Linked DNA regions of Sus scrofa: region 2 is linked to region 1. A link is a contact called in public Hi-C data. All regions are on one chromosome and are shown on one strand. Each heading gives the region's core, a stretch centred on a gene start, on an enhancer-like site or on the middle of the called end of the contact. The rest is flanking DNA. Distances are from core to core; before and after follow the strand shown.

What was found. Hi-C and Micro-C count contacts between places; a contact is called where the count stands out from the background.
Region 2: a Hi-C map of liver shows a contact between it and region 1, with 4 times the contacts expected there. The contact joins the promoter of CEND1 here to the promoter of EPS8L2 in region 1. A contact is called at or near these places in 3 of 5 promoter capture datasets (fetal liver, fetal skeletal muscle and liver), 8 of 47 Hi-C or Micro-C datasets (blood, fetal liver, heart right ventricle and 2 more) and 2 of 2 datasets of contacts at active chromatin or transcription factors (alveolar macrophages and skeletal muscle).

Annotation. Positions count from the first base shown.
Region 1 is chr2:430,907-437,569 of Sscrofa11.1, reverse strand. It overlaps EPS8L2 (epidermal growth factor receptor kinase substrate 8-like protein 2), which reads right to left and starts at 2,313. Exons shown (of 21, transcript XM_021082563.1): 1 at 2,148-2,313. It overlaps TMEM80 (transmembrane protein 80), which reads right to left. Exons shown (of 5, transcript NM_001244431.1): 3 at 5,879-5,972; 4 at 5,705-5,797; 5 at 4,037-4,913. The coding sequence ends at 4,708.
Region 2 is chr2:486,502-493,164 of Sscrofa11.1, reverse strand. CEND1 (cell cycle exit and neuronal differentiation 1) reads left to right here and starts at 2,584. Exons shown (of 2, transcript NM_213866.1): 1 at 2,584-2,600; 2 at 3,848-5,348. The coding sequence starts at 3,945. The coding sequence ends at 4,367. SLC25A22 (mitochondrial glutamate carrier 1) reads left to right here. Exons shown (of 10, transcript XM_003122398.5): 8 at 1-51; 9 at 141-216; 10 at 295-1,877. The coding sequence ends at 445.

The sequences.
Region 1 (6,663 bases), core at 1,064-3,563:
TGCCATCAGAGGGTCCCACCCCCAGAGGCCCGTCTGGGGTGGGCTTGCGAGGAGAGTGTTCAGGAGGCTCTCAAGGGGGGTCAAGGGGAGGAAGCACCTTCTAAGCAGAGCAAAGACCCTGAGGCGAGTGGGAGCCAGACCTGGAGAAAGGCAGCGAGGGACTCTAGGGTGGGGCAAGGGGGCCTGGGGAGCCAGAGCCCAGGGTGACATCCAGAGGGAGCAGAGCCTGGCACCCCTGGGCCAGGCTGACACGTCCTGCAGGGTTTTGTGCTCTGCAGGGACTTCTGGGCCCACACAGTTCCGCCATCAAATGTCACCGGGAGGCCATCCACCTGCAGCTTCAGCCTTCAGGGGTCTGCCAGGTTCAGGAGAGGGTTAAAGCCAGGGGTGCTGGTATCCAGGGCAGGGAGTGCCCAGGACTTTCTCGTTTGACCAGGTATAACCTGCAGAAAAGTCTCCCAGGAGGTGCGAGGGTCCGAGGGGCTTCAGGCCACCCCCTCCCACATGCCACGGAGGGTCCTGGGCTTGGCCGGATTCCTCTGTCCACCTGCCCGTGGAGAATGTCCGGAATGCTCCTGACCTCAGCAGGCGAGCCTGTGGGTTTGCTTAATGGGATTCCTGGCAGCTGAGCCAAGGGTGCTGGGCACGTGTGTCCGGACACACACACGCACACACCCAGGTGAAACCCAGGCCTGTGAGCACACGGTCACTAGGTTGTCACACTCGGGCCTCCCTTTGGGGGGGGCTGAGGCCTTCAGCTCTGTGGGGTGGGTGGGGTGCCTCGGGGCCAGCCAGGGAGGTGGGTCCAGGCTGGGCACCTGGTTGGGGAGCAGCTGGGGCGGGGCCGCTCCAGCTGCTCCAGCGGGGAGCAGAGGGGCTTCTTCAGCTGACCAGGGAGGGAATGAAACAGGCCCCAGAGCCCAGCCGCGCTCTGTTTTGCTGTGGCCATTTTCCGGGTGCCGAGGGAGGGGCGAGCATGGTGCCTGGTCAGCCATCGGAGGGGGAGGAGGCCCTAGTGGGGCAGGGAGGGCGGAGGGACCAGCTCCAAGTTCAAATTCCAGCTCACAGCTGAGTGCCCTTGGGGAGGAGTCAGCTTCAGGCCCAGGGGAGCCAGGTGGGGCCCGGGAATAGGGGGAGCCCTTCAGGCTCCGGCTGTGCCCAGGTCTGGGAAGCTGTGGGTGGGGAGCAGGCGGGCCCCGAGCGTGCACTTGGGAGACCGAGGCAGGCAGAGAGCTGGGCGGAGCGCTGAGCTGGGGCTGCACCAGGCAAGGGCCAGGAGAGGCCCAGGCGGGCAGGGCCTGGGGGGGGAGGGGCAGAACGGCGAGCAGAGGCGGCACCAGTTGGGCCGGGCCTCCCAGCACAGCTGGCGCCCACTACATCTGGGGTGGGGGCAGAGGTGGTCCGTGGCGCACTGGAGGAGCACCAGGAGCCCTGCTTACTCACTTCCCCTGCCACCAGGGCCACCTCATGCCCAGGGGCTGCCCGAGGCCAGCCCAGCCCTGCCCAGGTTGGAGGCACACAGGCCCCTGCAGCTCAGCCCCCACCTGCCTCCTCCCTGAAACTCCCACACCCCAACCTTGACCGAGAGCCTGACCCCAGCCTGAGGCTTTCCTGGCCCTGCATTTCCTCCTGGCTCTGAGACCCAGGAAGCAGGCTGGCGCCCCTTAAGGGTCTGGCCCCAAAGGAGCCCCCAGGCTGCCACTGCAAGGTGTGGGGCTGGAGTCTTTGAAGGGCAGGAGCAGGACCCTCTCATCGCGGCCTCCCCCAAAGGAGAGGAGGGGGTTCCCCCACCGAGCCCCAGGGCTGGGAAGACCTGACTGACTCAGATGCCACTGGCGTACAAACATCCCCAGCGCACGGCGCCGCCCCAGGACCGGCCGGGGCAGGCCAGGCCGCAGGGACCCGGCTCCAGGCCACCAGTCCAGGGCAGTCCAACGGGCCCGGCGCAATCCTTGCGCCCCGGCCTGGCCTACAGACCCAGGCCACAGCCCCGCGTCGCACTGCCACCTGGGGAAACTGAGGCGGGAGCGGCCCACCGTCCGTGCCCTCGGCTCCCCTGTCGCTCCAGCTCTCTCTCTCTCTCGCGCGCGCGCGGGCGCCAGGCGGGGTCGGGCCGCGCTGGGTCTGGGACACCGAGGGGCGCTCACCTGCTCCTCGTGGCCCTGCGCCTGGCCGCCCGCTGGTCCCCTCCTCCGCGCTCCGTCCGCCGGTCTGTCGGGGCCGAGCTCGGGAGGCGGGAGGGCCGCGCGGAGGAGCCGGGGCGGGGCGCAGGGAGGAACCTGAGCGGCAGGTTAGAGTCACCGCGCGCCGGCGGGCACTGGGCAGGGGCGGGGGCGGGACGTGGCTGCCCCGCCCTCACCCGGGCTCGCCCGGACGGTCCCCACAGCCACCTGCGCAGACCCCAAACCTGGAGCCGGGCGCCTTGGACGCGTGGGCGGGCCGGGGAGCCCGTCCCTCGCAGCTCGAAGGGGTGCCCAGGCCCACGGCGCACCGGGCGCTGAGATCCTTCGGTGGCAGGCGAGCTGTGCGCCCCGAGGGGTGGTGTGGACCCTGCGGAGGTCAGACCTGCCCCTGCCAGGTGTGGCCCAGGCTCAGGTGCCCCAGGACCTGGGGCAGAGCCCATCCTCTCCAGCTGGGGCCTCTCTGGTCTGGAGGCAGCGCTAGGGCCAGGCTTCAGTCAAGTGAGAATCAAAGGCAGGGCCAGAGACCCTGCAGCCCTCGTTGAGCTCGCCAGGAGGGCCCAGGGGCGCGCACTCTGCTCCACCCAGGAGCCCCCGAAGTCTCTTTCTTTGTGTTGCCCCAGCCCAGCGTGGGCACCTTCCAAGGGCTGGTGTTTCCCATGGGGGTGGGGGGGACACCTGTGGCCTCCGCCTACCTGTGGCGAGAGGCAGCCAGAAGGCGCTCTGGGCAGCAACTTCTCCTTAGGCCAAGCCCTGAGCTCTGCCCCCAGTCCTAAGCTTCCTCCTGAACTGACCCCCACGAGGGCCCTGACAATCAAACTGGGTGAAGAGGAAGAGAAGGGGCAGAGGGCAGGCTGGGCGGTGGTGGGCAGCCCCAGGGACTCCAAGGCTCAGGCCATTGTTTTGGGGGTGGGCGGGGGCAGAAAAGGCTGTGCCGGGAAGCAGGGTCCCTCCAGGAAGCACGGGGCAGCTGCTGGTCGCCTGGCGCTGGTTGCCGGCCCTTCCTGGTAGCCCCTGGAGGCTCTCTCTGTCTTAGAAGGTTGGAGGCCCTGCCCCTTCCCACGTCACTGGGACTCCGGGGGCAGGTCTTCCCACCGCTGCTGTCTGGGGTGTCACAGGGGAGCTTGTACAGGGGGGCAGGAAGCAGCCTTTGTCCTTGGGCCCAGCCCTCCCCCAGCCAGGCCTGGCTTCCTGGTTCGCTCCCTGACAACCGGGAGGGTAGGCGCACGGCCCGCCCTTGCCCTCCCTGGAGACTGAGCCTGGACGGGCGAAAGGTGGGAAGGCGCACGGAATCAACGTGATGGTTGCCAGAGCAGGAGAACTGACCCCCTCGAGGATGCGGCTGGGGGCCTGGAGGCCCAGGCTGCTTGGCGGCCGCCCTGAGTGTGGGGCTTAGACGGTGGCAAGGGCCTGGTCCGGATCCTGAGGCAGGTTACGAACCCCGAGGGCAACAGGCATCTTGCCGCCCAGGTCTGCGGGGGAGGGGGCCCCAAAGACAGCAGGTGCACCCACCCCAGCCTCCCCCCACTCACCGTGGTGCCCGTTGGCGGCAGGCAGGGTGCGGAGCTCTGCCGAATGCCCAGCGAGGGTAAGCAGGAGGGCGCCCCCACCTCGCCTCCAGGCCACAGGTGTGCATGGGTCCCGAGCCAAAGGCGACTGAGCAGGGAGCTCTCATGCTCCCACTCGCCCCCCCCGCCCCCCACGGAGGACACCACTGATGCCCCTGAGGCCAGGGTGAGGAAGCACTACTACGCGGGGCTGTGGGTGAGGCGGGATGGGGCCTGCCGGGCACGGGCCGGTGCTCCGACGTTCTGAGGGAGACCCCTGGAGGAGGTGAGGGCTTTAGGTGGGAGCAATTCAGGGAAGGATAAACGCTTTATTTAAAAACTACAGTGAAGAGAAAATGTCTAGATATTCAAACACGGTATTATTCCAAACACAGAAAATGTACAACTGAAACAAATGAAAGTTGCCAGAAAACATCAGCTCAGGTTTCTTCCAGAGGCACTGGAGTGGGTCTGTGAGTGGGCAAAGGTCCCCCTGGCGAAGTCCCCGGTGCCCAGGGCCAACGTCCTGCTGAGGGAGGCGCTCTGTCCCCTGGGCACTGGCGCTTCAAGCTCGCCTTTCCTGTGTCCCCGGGGGGAAGAAGCCCTGGCTCTCTGGCATTACTCTCTCGTGGAAGAGGCAGAGCAGCGTCTGCCCGGGGCTCGTCCCCGGCCCCTCGCTGCCTTCCGGCCCAGGGGGCAGGGCGGTTGCTGAATGGAGGTCCTGCCAGCCAAGCGGGGCCTGCGCTTCCTGAGGAGGACGCCCGGGCAGTCCCGGCTTCCGCTGGGCCCCCGCCTGCCCCAGCATTTTGCTCTGCCCTGGCTCCTGAGCCCATCTCCGCCTCAAGGACTCAGAGATCACCCAAGCCGCCAGGCCCTCCAAGGTCATGGCGCATCAGCAGAAGGACGCCCTCCCCCTGGGCAACGGCTGGCAGGCCGTCTCACCCTCAGGAAGGGCTCCTGGCCGGGGCTGCCGCAGGGGCCTAGCTGACAAAGCCGGCGATGGCCACCACCTGCAGGACGGCCTCCAGGCCATGGAGCACCAGGAGCGTGGCGCCAAGGACCCAGTCTGCCCGCAGCACCAGGGTCTGCCAGAGCAGGAAGTAGATGGCCAGCAGGGTGCCGCCCACAGTCAGGACCAGGCTGGCGGCCAGCGGCACCTCGGCCTCCGTCAGGTTGCCCTTGGTGCCTGGAGAGAACAGACAGGACGGGTGAGTGCTGCCTTTGGGAGCCTGTGCTGGCGAGGGCTCTGGAGACTTGACCGGGGGACCAGGGCCAGCTCACTAGCACCCCACGACACTCGAGGACTTCCACGGAAAAGCTGCTGTGGCCACCGCGCGGGCTCTGAGCGTGTCAGAAGGCAAATGCAAGGAGGAGCGTGTTGTCTGTACTGAGGCTGTAACATTCCTGATTTTTTCTAAGCGCACCCCCGGCAGAGGGAGGTTCCCAGGCCAGGGGTCCAATCGGAGCTGCAGCCGCCGGCCTACACCACAGCCACAGCCACGTGGGGTCTGAGCCGCGTCTGCGACCTACACCGCAGCTCATGGCAACGCCGGATCCTTAACCCACTGAGCGAGGCCAGGGATCGAACCCTCATCCTCATGGATCCCTAATGGGGTTTGTGTCTGCGCCACGATGGGGCCTCCCCAGATCCTTCTCCTCTTGACCCTGCGGCCAACAGAAGAGGCAGGAGGAGTGAGGTGACTCTCTGGGGGCTCCAGAGTTGATGGCGGAGCTGCGGTCTAGTCTTGGTGCTGCCCGTTACCCGGCAGCATGTACACACGGGAAGCACCTCCGCCAAGGATGCTGCCGAGACTGTCTTGTGGACAAAGAGGGACAGACAGACGGAAAGACCCTGTGAGGCGAGGCTACATCACGTGTTTCTAAGAACCGTGTTCCAAGTGACAGATGCTTAAAGGTTCACACGTAAAGCTGGCGATCCTGTCGCTCCAAGTGCCACGTGCTTTTCAGAGAACTCACCGAGGTACAGCCGCGTTGCTTCCAGAATCCCCATCAGGAAGAGCAGAGTCAGGTCAAGGACCAGGAAGCCGTGAGGATAGGTGAAAACTTGGCCTGAGAACAATGGGAGACCGAGCTCCCGTCACGGGAGGCAGGGCACCCGCACCCCGAGCTGGCTTTTCGAGCGTGACTTACTTTTATACGCGATCAGCAGGAGCGTGGCCAGGAAGTAAAGAGAGTAACACGCCCCACTCAGATGGAGCAGCGCCTGCAGAGGGAGCGACGAGAGCTGGCCGGCAGTTAAGGACTCTAGCCCAGCTGACAACCCTGCCCAGGGGCCCACCTTGGGGCCGGACAACAGGCCATGCGGACACACAGGTCAGGCTCCGGGGCTGGCTCCCCCCAGGGGGTGTCCTGGCTTCGAGCACAGCCCCAGCTCGCTGGCTTCCACAGGGGCACGCCTCAACCGGTCCCAGTTATGACCATGGAGAGAAAAAAGCGGCTTTTTGGAGTTCCCAAGGGGTGCACTGGGCTAAGGACCTGGTGGTGTTGCTGCTGAGGCTTGGGTTCCATCCCTGGGCCTGGAACTTGTGGAAGCCACAGGCATGGCCAAAAGGAAAAAAAAAAAGAAAAGCCGCTTTTTTCATTTTCTTTAAAGAAAATACCATTCTCTCTTTGGGGGGAGGGGCGGCAGTTACACATCCACCAGCAGCCTTCCTGAGCTACAAGGGGTCTCTAGATCCTCCCGTGAGGGGTTTGCATCCTCCACCCCCCACCCCGTGGCGGGACCGTGCAGGAGGGCGAGGGAGCCAAGGCGCCACTGGGGGAGCCACAGTGACTCTGGAACGGTGGGGCAGGGAGCAGCCCTCCCTCCCACTTAGAAGTGGGGTTCCTACTTCAACTCCAAAGGCAGGGCTGGGGGCAGGGGATCAAAGGAGCAAAAAGCGGGAGCTGAGGGCCGACGTCGCCTGGCCTGGTCT
Region 2 (6,663 bases), core at 1,335-3,834, 55 kb before region 1:
CCGGCTGTGTGGCCGGAAGCGCGGCCGCCGTGGCCGTCAACCCCTGTGACGGTCAGTGCCTGGACCCCGGGCTGGGGCTGGGGGCTGAGGGGCGGGGCGGAGGCGAGGACCCCACGCTGACCCCGCCCCCCGCCCCGCAGTGGTCAAGACCCGGCTCCAGTCGCTCCAGCGCGGCGCCAATGAGGACACCTACTCGGGGATCCTGGACTGTGCCAGGTGCGCGAGGCCCTGAGGGGGCCGGGCGGGGAGGGGGCGGCCCAGCCCTGCAGCTCTGACCCCCCCCTCTCCCCGCAGGAAGATCTTACGGCACGAGGGCCCCTCGGCCTTCCTGAAGGGCGCTTACTGCCGCGCCCTGGTCATCGCCCCGCTGTTCGGCATCGCTCAGGTGGTCTACTTCCTGGGCATCGCCGAGACCCTGCTGGGGCTGCAGCGCAGCCAGCCCTGAGCCCAGCGGCCGCCCTCCACCCTCCAGCCGCGAGGGACCAGAGTGGGGCCAGAGCCAGGCGGCGCTCCCAGGATGCAGCAGGAGGCTCTCCCCACGCGGCCGGGGGTGGGGCGGGCGAGAGCAAGGGGAGCAGAGTCCACTCGGTGTTGCACACATAGGCCGGGCAGGGTCCTGCCTGCCGACCGCTGGGATCAACGTCTTAGTTGTGTAGAAAACGCAAACATCCGTACATTCCGGGTGCCAGCCTCGCCCCACCTCCGCTCCAGCCTGGACTCCCTCAGCGACAGAGCTGGTCTCTGGGCTGGGGGTCTCCAGGCCGGACTGGGCGAGCTGGACCCTACCCTCCAGTCTACCAGCTCCCGTCCCCGAGGCTTGGCCCCTAGTCCACAGAGGGGACCGTGCACAAACCTATTTATTAACTTGACGAGCACAAGTGGCTCTGTCCATTCCTCTGTCTGTCCGTCCAGCCTCCCCTGCTGCTGTTCTTGCCTCGGCCAGCCTTACAGGAGCTTTGGGCTCTCCTGCGGCGCCCCTCCCCCCCGATACTGAGCCAGGAATCCTAGGCTGGGGGTCACCTCGAGTTCTGACTCCCAGGACAGGTCCACCACCCCCACTGTGGGACCCAGCATCCCTCCTGATGGGCCCCTCTGCCCCCCGCGGCTAGGGGCCCCGAGCATGTGAGGTCTGCGTGTGTGTATGAATGTTGCGGGGAGCAGCTGGAGGCAACGCTCAGCTGGCCTGGCCCACCAGGGAGGGGGCTCTGGGGAGCTGCTGCCCTCCCACGAGGCCAGGCAGAGAGAGTGTGCGTGTGGGTGTGTACACACAGCCTAGGCTCCCCACTGACCCCGTCCAGGAAGTCATTGCTGCAGCCCGGCCTCTCCTGCTGCACCTTTGGCAGACACCCCCCCCCCAATCCAGGGCTGGGCATGGGGGAGGGCAGTCACGAGGACCAGTATGGAGCCTGAGGGCATTTGCTCTGCTCGCAGGGGCACCAGGAGCTGTCCCTTCAGTCTCCCCAGGGCCCACTCTGCTCTCTGGGCCTCTGCACAAGGCCCCCGACCACACTTAGTAAAACTCTGCCCTCCCAGCCCCCACCCCCCCTTGATGTTGTGAGTCGAGGCAGGCTCCCTGCCCTGCCCCGCCCCCAGCCACGTGATCGTGTTGGTGATTGATGCTGACGTGCTGGTGCTGTGTCCCCCACCCGGGCCCCTCTTCAGTGGCCCCTTCCTGGAGACACTACCTGGGGCTCAGGCCTGGGCCCCCAGTTCACGGTTGTTCCTGGGAGCTGCTCTCCCGCTACATCTGTACCTTGGAAGCTGCCGCTGCTGCTTACAGAATTCTATTTTTTCTTTCGAAGAGTTTTAAGAAGTTGTAACTTTTTGTGTCTGGTCATGTAAGGAGATAAATAAATATTCTACGTAGATGCCTCTAATCTGAGACTTTGTTTGGGGTGAGGAAGGGACAGGCAGCCCCCTCTTCCAGTAACTGGGTGTCCCCCCGCCCCAGGTCGTCTGCCGCCCACGGATCCGCCCTTGGGCCTGGAACGAGTCTTCCGGACTCCCTCGCGATCTGGGCTGGGGGTGTGGGGAAGCCAGGCTCAGCTGCTCACCTTCCTGACCCTGAGCCGCCCTTGGGATCAAAAGTGGTGCTGGAAGGAGTTGCGGTTGTGGTTAGGCGGTTAATGAACCCGGCTAGCATCCGTGAGGACGCGGGTTCGATCCCTGGCCCGGCTCAGTGGGTTGGGGATCTGGCATTGCCGTGAGCTGTGGTGTAGGCTCGGATCCAGCGTTGCTGTGGCTCTGGTGTAGGCCTGTGGCTACATCTCTGATTGGACCCCTAGCCTGGGAACCTCCATATGCTGCGGGAGCGGCCCTAGGAAAGGCAAAAAGACAAAAAAAAAAAAAAAAAAAAAAAAAGGTGGTGCTGGGTTTGGAGGCTGTAGAGGTCCCGGCCAGCCCGGGGCGCTGTGGCGGCCAAGAGCAGGAGGGCGGAGCCAGTGCTCAGGAGGTCTCCGCCCCGCAGTCTGCGTCGGGAGCAGTGCCTTGTGGGAAACTCCTAGTCCTTAACATCCGCAGCCCCTGTCCGCCGCCCTCCGTGGTCCCGCAGAGAGGCAGAGAGGGCGCTGCGCCGAGGTGGGAGCGCCGGGAGCAGCAGCGTAAGGCGGTGGGGAATCCCGGCTCAGGGTCTGGGGCGGGATGGGGGCACTGGGCCCCTGCAGGACGAAGCGGTCCTTCTCTGCTATGAAGGTCACGGGGGTGGGGGGCGGCGCTTTAGGCCCTTGCCCTCTGGGGCACGAAGGTCTGGAGGGGGAGGGGCAGCCGCGTGACGTCAGTATGAGCCCCAAATAACAAAGGTGAGGGAGGTGGAGGGCACACCTGACCTTTGCAAACTTGCTGCTCAGCAGCTGGGTGCCCTTCCAGAACAGCAGGGTGAGGGCAGCTGGGGTCCTCTGGGAAGCGGAATAGCAGCCAAGCGTCTCACTGGGACCCCCCTCATCACGCTGTGACCTTCAGGTGACCTTCATTGCCGTAGTGTCCTTGTCTTAGTTGGGAAAGCCGGGCTGCCGCCTCCCACACAGGCTCCTTCTCCCTGCGGGTGGCGGTGGAAGCGTCTCTACCTCCCTGGGGAGCAGCAGACACAGCTGGGGGCCAGGCCTCCGGGGAAGGAAGACCAGGGCACGGGTCCTCCTGCCGCCCCCCGCCCCCCGCCCCGCCCGAGGATCTGGGCCCGGTTTCAGGGCTGCTGAGGCTGACAGGCATACCCAGCCTGGGCTCACACCAGGGGGTCCCTGCTGCCCCCAGAGGCAGGCACAGCCTCAGCTCCAGAAGGACTCCTGCTCTTACGTGGCAGGGCGAGGCCAGGCTGGGGGGCAGGAGGCACAGGCCTGCTGCTGCTGCACCTGGGCTTTCCCAGCCTCCTGGGCAGACGCCTTGGCTTTGTCACAGCCGGGGCCTGGCAGCCTTGGACCCATTCCTATACCACCAGGGCCTGCAAGCCCAGAACTCTGGGTGCCCACGCTGCCCTGCCCCCCTGGGACCCAGCTCCCTCCTGAGACGTCACCTCTCCCCTGGCTCCCCTGCCCGCAAGCGCGTCTCGGGGCTCATGGGCTCTCCCCCCCATCAGGACCTCCCCGCCCAGGGCCAGTGTGGTGGACGCAGCCACATGTGGGCAAGACCACTTCATAGATGAGGGAAATGAGGCTTCCTGCGGTCGCATCTGCCCCCTGGCCCAAGGCAGGCCCAGAGCCCCTGCCTGTGTGCTTGGAGGGGCTTCTCAGGCGGTGGTCCAGACGGAGGAAGAGGCGGGTCCAGAGAGAGAAGTAGAGTCTCTGCAGGGCCAGGGGCGGGGGGCTGGACAGGAGGGGCCAGGTCTCCACTTAAGCCTCATCGCATCTCCCTCCAGGCCATAGAATGCCCAGGGCCTCGCTGTCCTGAGCGGTCCTGATCCAGACGCCTGCCCGTCCCGCACACGCCTCGCCGCCGCCGCCAGCGTGCCCGCCATGGAGTCCAGAGGGAGGTCGGCCAACAGCCCCAAGGCCGACGCCAAGGCTACCACTGAGGCCAGGGCGCCCCCGGCTGTGGATGGGAAAGTGCCCTCAGCCAAGAAGCAGGAGGCCCAAAAGGCAGAGAAGCAGGAGCCCCCGGCGGCCCCCACCCTGCCACCTGCCAAGAAGACCTCGGCCCTTCTCGACAACCACAGCAACCTGAAGCCGGCGCCCGCAGCCCCCAGTAGCCCAGATGCAGCCCCCGAGCCCAAGGGCCCTGGGGATGGGGCTGAGGAGGCCGAGGCCCCCAGCGGGGGCCCAGGGGGCCGAGGTCCCTGCCCTTTTGAGAACTTGAACCCCTTGCTTGTGGCCGGGGGCATAGCCATGGCGGCTGCAGCCCTGATTCTCGGTGTGGTTTTCCTGGCCCGAAAAAAATGATGGCTGGCGCCCAGGTAGGGCGCAGCAGCTGCTTCGTGTACAGACCTCGGGAACCTTGTGCATGCCAAGTTCACACCCAGCTAGCTACACACGCGTAGTATCTATACTCGTACACACCCACACACACAGAGGGAAAGCGAGGGACAGGCCCCCAGAGCCCTGGAGATCAAGCCCCTGGGTCGGTCCCGGTACCTCCCCCTCCGAACCTCGGGGCAGAAGGAACCCCGGCTCGGAGGTTACTGAGCAGCACGGGCAGAGGCTCAGTCTGGACCAGGAAGGAGTGGACACAAGTGCCAGGCTGTTCCAAGAGGCTCGAGCGTGGGCCTGTGGGCTCCCTCGCAGCAGCGTTCTGACGAGCCCCCAGGGTGGGAGCCCTCAGGGCTGGGCAAGGGTCTGGGACGGGTTCTGACCTGTTCCCAGCCCGCACGGGGACATTAAAGGGATGGCTGTCTCACTCTCCCCATTTCTGCGCCTTGCTTGCAGCTGTGGTGGGGGCGGGGGGGGTGTCCATCTGGTGGGCCTGCTGGCCTCGCTTCCACCCACCTGCCTGGTCGCCTGAGCCCTGGCTGGGTGGACAGACGGCCCAAAGCCCGGTGCCGGGAGGGGCTCCCAAAGTTTCCTTCTGGCGGCCCCTCATTTCCTCCTTGACCCCTTCCCCATCCTGTGGCAATTGCCCTGGGGGCAGCTGTGCCTGCCCAGCCCCCAGACGGCCCCTCCCGCCTCCGCCTCTGCAGCGCCCTGGAGTCTAACAGGCGCCTAAATGCGATTAATGCAGGTGTAGAACCTTCAGCCTGTCTGCCCTGCGACGGTGCCTGGCGAACCCTCTCTCCCGCAGCGTCCGCTCCCGCCTGGCCCGTGGTGGGGGGTGGTGTGCACTCTCTGGAGGTGGCAGTGGGCCCTGTGGGAGCCCGACGTGCCCTTGCTTGGAGCCCTGGGCCTGAGTGGAGGCTGCGTCTGAAATAAACTCCTCTGTTACCTGAAGGCTGGGCTGGCCTCCTCACCAGCGCATGGCCAGCAGAGGCAGGGGCTGCCCTTGGCGGGGAGGGGTCATGTGTCCACCCTGAGGGCTTTCTGGGGAGGAGCAGGGATCGCCAGGGACTCACTCACCAGCCCCTCCTGCCACCTCCATGCCCTTATCCTGGTGGGCTCTACCCACAACCCCCCCCCAGGCTCTGCCCTCCCCACGCGGCCGGGACCTCCTCCTGGCCCTGACCCTAGACGGACACCCAGGCCGGCAGGACCTATCCCAGGCTGAGGTCCAGCTGGCCTGGGGCCACATGGCAGGGCAGGGGACCTTGCTCCTCAGGCTGGCCTCTCCGGCTGGGGATTCTTCCCATGCTGCTCTGCACCCCGCATCCCTGGGAGGTGGAGGTTGCTGCGCGGACGGGGTCCCCCCATCACCTTCCACTGCAGCGGCCTGGGCCCGTGCTGGCCGGAGTCCACCTGGGGGAGTCGTCAGGATGTGGACTTGGGGGCAGCAAGGGCCTCTGGGCTCCAGAAATGCTCCTATGGCTTGTCACCCTGGGCCGTGCCCCCACAGGCTCCCTTGAGCTGGGGGGGCCGGACTTGCCCCTCTTTTCTGGGTGCCCATCCTTCCTGAGTGGCACAGCCCACCTGTGCCCCCTTGCCTCAGGCCCGGACAAATCCAGAGCGCTTCCTTGGGGTGAACAGAGTCAAGTCAGATGGGCCGCTTTGCCCTACCCCCCACCCCTCCTCTGAGGCGCCCGAGCTCCGGGCCCGCAGAGTAGGTGGCTGCTGCCCACACCTGCAGCCTCCAGTCCACCTGTCCCTCCCCTGCGTCCTGCCAGCCCGGGCCCTGTCCAGCCGTTCTCTCTGTTGCGCCTTCAATGCATTTTCGGGGACTTGGGGGGGGCGGCGCTGACGGTGGGCTCCAGCCTCTTCAGCTCAACGCCCAGGCCTCGGTCCTCTCCACCCGCGAGGCTGCCTCACGTTATTTCTCGATTCTCTGGCGGAGGGTGTCCAGGAGTCCCTGCGTGGCGCAGCGGGTAAGGGTGCGGCGGCGTCATCGCAGCAGCTTCGGTCGCTGCCGTGGCACAGGTTCCATCTGTGGCCCGGGAAGGGCCACAGGTCACGGGCTCAGGCGAAAAACAAGGATGATGGTTTGTTCCAGTTTTGCAACTTTAGCCAAAGCAGTCACGAGCTTCGTGTCCTAGCGGTGTGTCCTGCGTGTCTCTGGGCATCCCGCGTGCCCTCTGTCTTGCGTTGGCTTTACTGTAAGGAGTACATTCCACACAGTTGGCCACCTGATCGTAGCTTCAGGGGACGCAGGTCTCTG